Linked DNA regions of Mus musculus: region 1 is linked to region 2. A link is a contact called in public Hi-C data. All regions are on one chromosome and are shown on one strand. The core of a region is the stretch at or near the end of the contact, and the rest is flanking DNA. Distances in the headings are between cores, read along the strand shown. Region 1 overlaps Slc6a19os (solute carrier family 6 (neurotransmitter transporter), member 19, opposite strand). Region 2 overlaps Tert (telomerase reverse transcriptase).

Region 1 (2,700 bases), core at 153-2,652, 68 kb after region 2:
TATCTTCATATCTACTTTGGCATCATGACTGAGGAGAAAGGGCAAGGATGAGCCATCCTGCTGACCAAAGAAATCACATATCTACCAGCTTCTTCAAAGGGTGAGAAGGGCAGGCTCATGAGGCACAGTGGGGGATGGAAAGTCCTGGTAACAGGCACTCACAGTTACCAGAGTCAATGATGGCTTATTAGACACTATGCATTTTCCCTACCCCATGCTTTGAGCCACAGTCCTTACAGTGTTTTCTGCTGTGCAGGGCAGTCTCACCCAGCCTTCAGGAACTTCTTTCTGAGCATCCTGACAGAACAAGAAGCCTTCTGTGTCCAAAAGATGATGCCCTTTCAGACTGCATGTCCACCCGGCCCTGGTCAGGATCCTGAAGTCTGTAACATCTGCTTGGTTACCATAACTGAAGAAGTGGTCAGCCACATGGCCTCGGTCTCACCAATGAGCAGTGCTTCTGCATCACCAGGCCCAAGAGCTGGTCCCCAAGTGGTCAACATCGTGAACATTCCTGGCCCTCAGAGATACTTGTGTGGCACTCTAGTTCCCATCAGGTTGCTAGGAAGCAGAAGGACCATTGGGAAGGATGCCTGACCCTGACCTTGGCTGTCTCAGGGTTTCTTCTCAACTCTCCCCATCCTTACCCTCCTCCATGAAGAATGACTTCTTCTATTGGGTGGGGACAGTTGCAGAGAGGCTAGTCTTTCAGGGAGAGGAGAATGTCATGGAACCCAGGCTTGGCCATTGATCCCTGTGCCACCAAAGCAGGTCTCAAGGACACCACCATCCCAAGGTTAAATGTCCCTAAAGGACCTAGCATTTATACCTCTACTCAGATATAAGCAGCAGGTGTGAAAGGCATTTGGCATGCTCTCGTGACCTATAGAGGGAGAGCCAAAACTCACACTGTTAAGGGACAGTCATACACAGTAACATCCCATCTTCTGTGGCTAACAGCCACCAGGCCTGTGTTGACCAAGGTGAATGGCTGGGGCTTCTTGACTGCACTGAGGAGTGAACAGGGAGAGAAGTTTGAAGCCCTGCTATGGTGCCCCCAACAATATCCACCTTGTGTCTTTCTTATGAGAGCAGAGGCAGAAATTGGGTGAGGAGCTGGAACAGGATGCCCATCTCAAAGACCAAGCAGTAACGTTCTGAAAACTCCAGTGCCTGGGCCATGAGGCACAGAGGAGGATCCACTCTGATGGCTCTCCGGAGCCCTCCTCTGTGGGGCCTGTGGGAAGGGCTAAATTGGAGGAAGGCCATGGAGGAAAGCCATCAGAAGAAGGCTCGTGATGGGCAGTCATTAACCTTTGTCTGAAGCAGTTTGTTTACAGGGGAGCTGTGTTTGGAGGCCAGAGTTGCTGAGCAGCACTCAGAAGTCACAAGACTCCGGATGCACCAGCCTCTGCTAAGCTCAGTATTGACTCTGAGCCCGCAGTTAAGCCCACGATATTAGCCTCACCCCTTAAAGTCATCTCTGCACATTTTGTTTGTGTCTCCTGCCTTTGTCATCTCTGAAACCTTTCTGCGACAAGTGGGTGGGGGTGGGGTGCAGAGAGAGGGGAGACAGGGGAGAAGAGGGAGAAACAGACACGGGGAGGAGAAACAGAAAGAACAAGACCTTGGTGCTGAAAGCATCAGAAATTTACTGTGAGCCTCTAGGCTCTGGTTACTAGGAGGCGGCTCCTCCAATGGAGCCCTGCTTGACTCACCTCGCAGGCCTGGCAAGGAAGCATTCAACCTGTAAGGGATGACTGCCAGCCAGCTGTTTCTTACTAGAGATCTTGGCGGAAACAATTCAGGATGCAGCTTGATTTTGTCTCCGAGTTATAGCACCCACTGACCCTCAGCCTTGTGCAGAAAAGAAGGGGAGCCAGAATGACCGGTACCTCCCTGAGCACACCCACTACCTCAGCCCCAGAGCCATCTGCTGCTTTGCTGCTAGTGGCCAGGGCTTGACTGCGATCCTTAGCTATTATGAACACTGCTGAAACAAGCACCTTGTTTCAGAAGTCTTCCTTATACTCTTCACACACAGGATTTCTCAAAAAGTGGCTGATGGTTAAGAGAGATGAAAGCTACTTCCAGGAAGCACTTCCAGGAAGGGGCCTTGGGGAGGATGTCCCTCGACTCCCTGGGAGCACTAGTTAGTTATCATTTCAATCTTGTCCAATTTAAGAAATAGAAAAATCATACGTTATGGAATTGGTTTATGTTCCTTTAACTTCAGGCTAGCTTGGCAGTTTCCATATTCACAGACTTCTGTAGGTTTTCTGTGACAAGCTGTTCCACCTATTTCCGTGGGCTGGCAATCTAAGCATTGCCCCCTTGAGTCTTTGCGTGTCACAACTAAGAGGCACAAACAGGCCCAGCACAGCCTCCATAAGGTCCATGTATCTCAGGCTACTGGGCTGAGGCACTGGGTAGGGAAGATGGGAGCTGTATAAAGAGACTCTGGGGTGAGCCCTCCCCTGAGCCCAGAGCACTAGCTCCCTACTATAAGATGCAGGTGAATTACCTTCAGGCACTTCTTGGCAGCTATCAAGCTGTGTTGGACGTTTCACTGAAGACTAGTCTAGCCCATAGTATCAAGGTAGATTGGGTGTTTTAGGAAGAGCTTGGCAGGTCCCCAGATCTCCAAGATCCCTTGCCAAGACAACTCCAAGAGGCCGTGCAGCAACAGCAGGTAGTCTG
Region 2 (2,700 bases), core at 27-2,526:
GGGAGTGGGGGTGGGTGGGTATGGGGGACTTTTGGTATAGCATTGGAAATGTAAATGAGCTAAATACCTAATAAAAAATGGAAAAAAAATCACATGATCATCTCAATAGATTCAGTAAAGGCTTTTGACAATAGAACTCAGAGGCTGTGTAACTTGACATTTGCTAAATATGTAACACACTGTAAAATAATTCAGTTTATAACCCATTTTCAAGGAGAAAAAAAAAAATCAACAAACAGGTACTCTTTAAAAAGCACTGCTGTGGTGAAGAGAGCCCAGACTGGCTCTATGCTGGAGCAGCCCACCAGCCTGCAAAGGCCTGTTTTGTGTGTCTGGATCCGATGTAAGGTTGAGTGCTTAAGCATTTGGTTGGACCTTCTGTACCCAAAGTCCCCACCTGTGAGACTGGTACAACAGTACTTGGCTCCTTTTTGCTGAACTGTTAGGAGCGCCAATACTGAACAGAATTCCAGGGTTATTAGAGGTGAAGTCAGGCATGACAAGGAATACCTGATTATCTAAATTCACAATATGTATTAGAATGTAATTGGAAATGTTAGATGGGCATACTGGGACACCACAAGCTACAAGTGTGCAACTGAGTGTCTTCTCACAAACACAGCCAAGGGTGGGCCTGACTCCTGAAAGCACTGAGCACAGACTCATGAGTCTATGTCCATGTGGCAGGAAACTTAACCTACTCACGTGGTTCTGCTTGACGCACTTAAAAGTCAAATCCAAGTGCACAGTGCCTCTGAGCTTCCTGCCTGTTACTCTAGTGGAGAAGATCTTAGCAAATGTGAGGGGTGCCTGGGTGACCTCCTTGTCCTGACCATCTGGTGACACCCACCCCTGCCAGCACCTGCGTGTCTGCACCTGCATGTATGTTTGGTTCCATTGTGTTCTCTGAGAAGGCACTCACTTTTTTCACACGGCTGTCACCAAGAATGTCCCTTCACTAATAAAGCTGCTATGAATTGTCCCAGATAAATATTCAGGAGGCTGATTGCTTGTTATTCATAGGATAGCCTTGGAGTCGGTGGACAGGGATGTGGTCTGCACCACCCCAGGTTGTAGCAAGAGTGGGGAATGGAAGAGATAAGGGTAGTACTTAACTTGTTATCTTCTTAGGTCTTAGCAGCTGACAATGGTAGATACCACTGTTTGTGTATGTGGCCTGTGAGCAGGTTCACTGAAGGTGTCTGTTTATTCATGCACACATGGGGAGGGATGTCAGATACAAGTGTGAAACCCATCACGGCTGCTGCTTCTGACCATATCCATCACCACCACCAGGTGCTATACGCAGTGCCAGGGCATCCCCCAGGGCTCCAGCCTATCCACCCTGCTCTGCAGTCTGTGTTTCGGAGACATGGAGAACAAGCTGTTTGCTGAGGTGCAGCGGGATGGGTAAATGTTTTTTCCTTTTACTGCTCCCAGGGGCTGGGTCACTGAGTGTGTGTCACAGCTGGTTTATGTTCGAGACACAAAGGCCATTGCCTTCGCTTCATGAAAAGCTGTGAAGCATCCCAGAGCCATTCTTGTTAGGACAGTAAAACTGTTGTTCTCTTTTTTTGAAGAACCACTTTGTTTTTTCTATGTGCATCCCTATACTTAGAGTGTTACAAGTTGGCTCACTTAAAGGTAGATGCTCTGTGAGACCTCTTGATGTGTCTTTTATTTAGGTTGCTTTTACGTTTTGTTGATGACTTTCTGTTGGTGACGCCTCACTTGGACCAAGCAAAAACCTTCCTCAGGTAAGGACCATCATGCCTGGGTTTCTACTGTATTATCAAGGGGTGTGTGTGTGTGTGTGTGTGTGTGTGTGTGTGTGTGTGTGTGTGTGTGTTTACATCTGTATAAGATATAAAATGTGCTAAGGCAGCATATTTAACTGGTTAGTAATTTTGCATGCCTGGGGCTCATATGGTCACCAAGACCAAGTGGCAGAGGCACCTCACCTGTGCATCCAGGCATGGGACGCCTGTAGCACCAAGGAAGAGAGTCTGATACTCATAGCTGATCCAGCTTGGTCTCACCGAGCATGCAGTGAGAGACCAGGTCAGTGTCAGTATTTAAAGAATCTCCAAGTAGGACAGCAGGCATTAACTCCCATCCCTCCCAGCTGAGTCCACAGAAGGGCTATTTGCCAAGGCCTGAGGCACAGAGCCCTCCTGGGAGATGTGTTGTCCCTGAGAACATTCCTGACAACTTGGACACTTCACATCACACCACGAACAAGCACTGGGTGAACAGGTTCTGTGGAGTCGCTTTTCTTTATGGGATTGTTAGGAAGAGACTAGAGAATTTGGATTTACTAAACATTGGTGTATTGAGGCACTGCTATTGCACGAGGAGTGATCACTTCTCTTACATAATATTCATACTAGTGGGTTATAGTGTGTATTCTAGACTGTGTTTATAGTATATACAGGTTAGGCCAGGGATTTGGGCACATCTGGTTGTAAAGTTAATTTCTGTGGCTCAAACTAGAATCAGGTACTACAGCCTAGCTTCAGAGCAGCAACCATACATTGAGGTTCCTTAGGCACTGCAGAGTTTGAGGTTTCTTCAGATCAGCTATTACAGAAGAGGCTCCCTCCAGGTACTGTGAAGTTTGTAGGCTTCTTTTTAGGATAATTGACAAGAGACGAGAAACCTGAAAGTGGTTAATGAAATTGAGCCCTAAGAAGTTGTCAC

Evidence for each region. Hi-C and Micro-C count contacts between places; a contact is called where the count stands out from the background.
Region 1: a Hi-C map of double positive thymocytes shows a contact between it and region 2, with 3 times the contacts expected there. The contact joins two enhancer-like sites. A contact is called at or near these places in 18 of 39 promoter capture datasets (the 3T3-L1 cell line, 3T3-L1-derived adipocytes, the C10 cell line and 12 more), 6 of 15 datasets of contacts at CTCF or cohesin (CD8 T cells, hippocampal excitatory neurons, large pre-B cells and 3 more), 95 of 484 Hi-C or Micro-C datasets (3T3-L1-derived adipocytes, the 63-12 cell line, B cells and 58 more), 17 of 115 datasets of contacts at active chromatin or transcription factors (the 230-238 cell line, CD8 T cells, DN3 thymocytes and 12 more) and 4 of 9 other capture datasets (adipose tissue, embryonic stem cells, liver and 1 more).

What each region holds. Positions count from the first base shown.
Region 1 is chr13:73,708,364-73,711,063 of GRCm38.p6, forward strand. Slc6a19os (solute carrier family 6 (neurotransmitter transporter), member 19, opposite strand) reads left to right here. Exons shown (of 2, transcript NR_168890.1): 2 at 257-1,487. Among named protein-coding and RNA genes, the nearest start is that of Slc6a19, 8.9 kb to the left of the region's middle. Within about 2 kb of position 1,403, at least 26 of the 459 cell types and tissues checked have an H3K27ac peak or open chromatin away from gene starts, as enhancers often do. A contact at or near this core is called in the P5424 cell line and double positive thymocytes, where this site is marked.
Region 2 is chr13:73,640,680-73,643,379 of GRCm38.p6, forward strand. It overlaps Tert (telomerase reverse transcriptase), which reads left to right. Exons shown (of 16, transcript NM_009354.2): 9 at 1,297-1,410; 10 at 1,686-1,757. Among named protein-coding and RNA genes, the nearest start is that of Tert, 15 kb to the left of the region's middle. Within about 2 kb of position 1,277, at least 8 of the 459 cell types and tissues checked have an H3K27ac peak or open chromatin away from gene starts, as enhancers often do. A contact at or near this core is called in the P5424 cell line and double positive thymocytes, where this site is marked.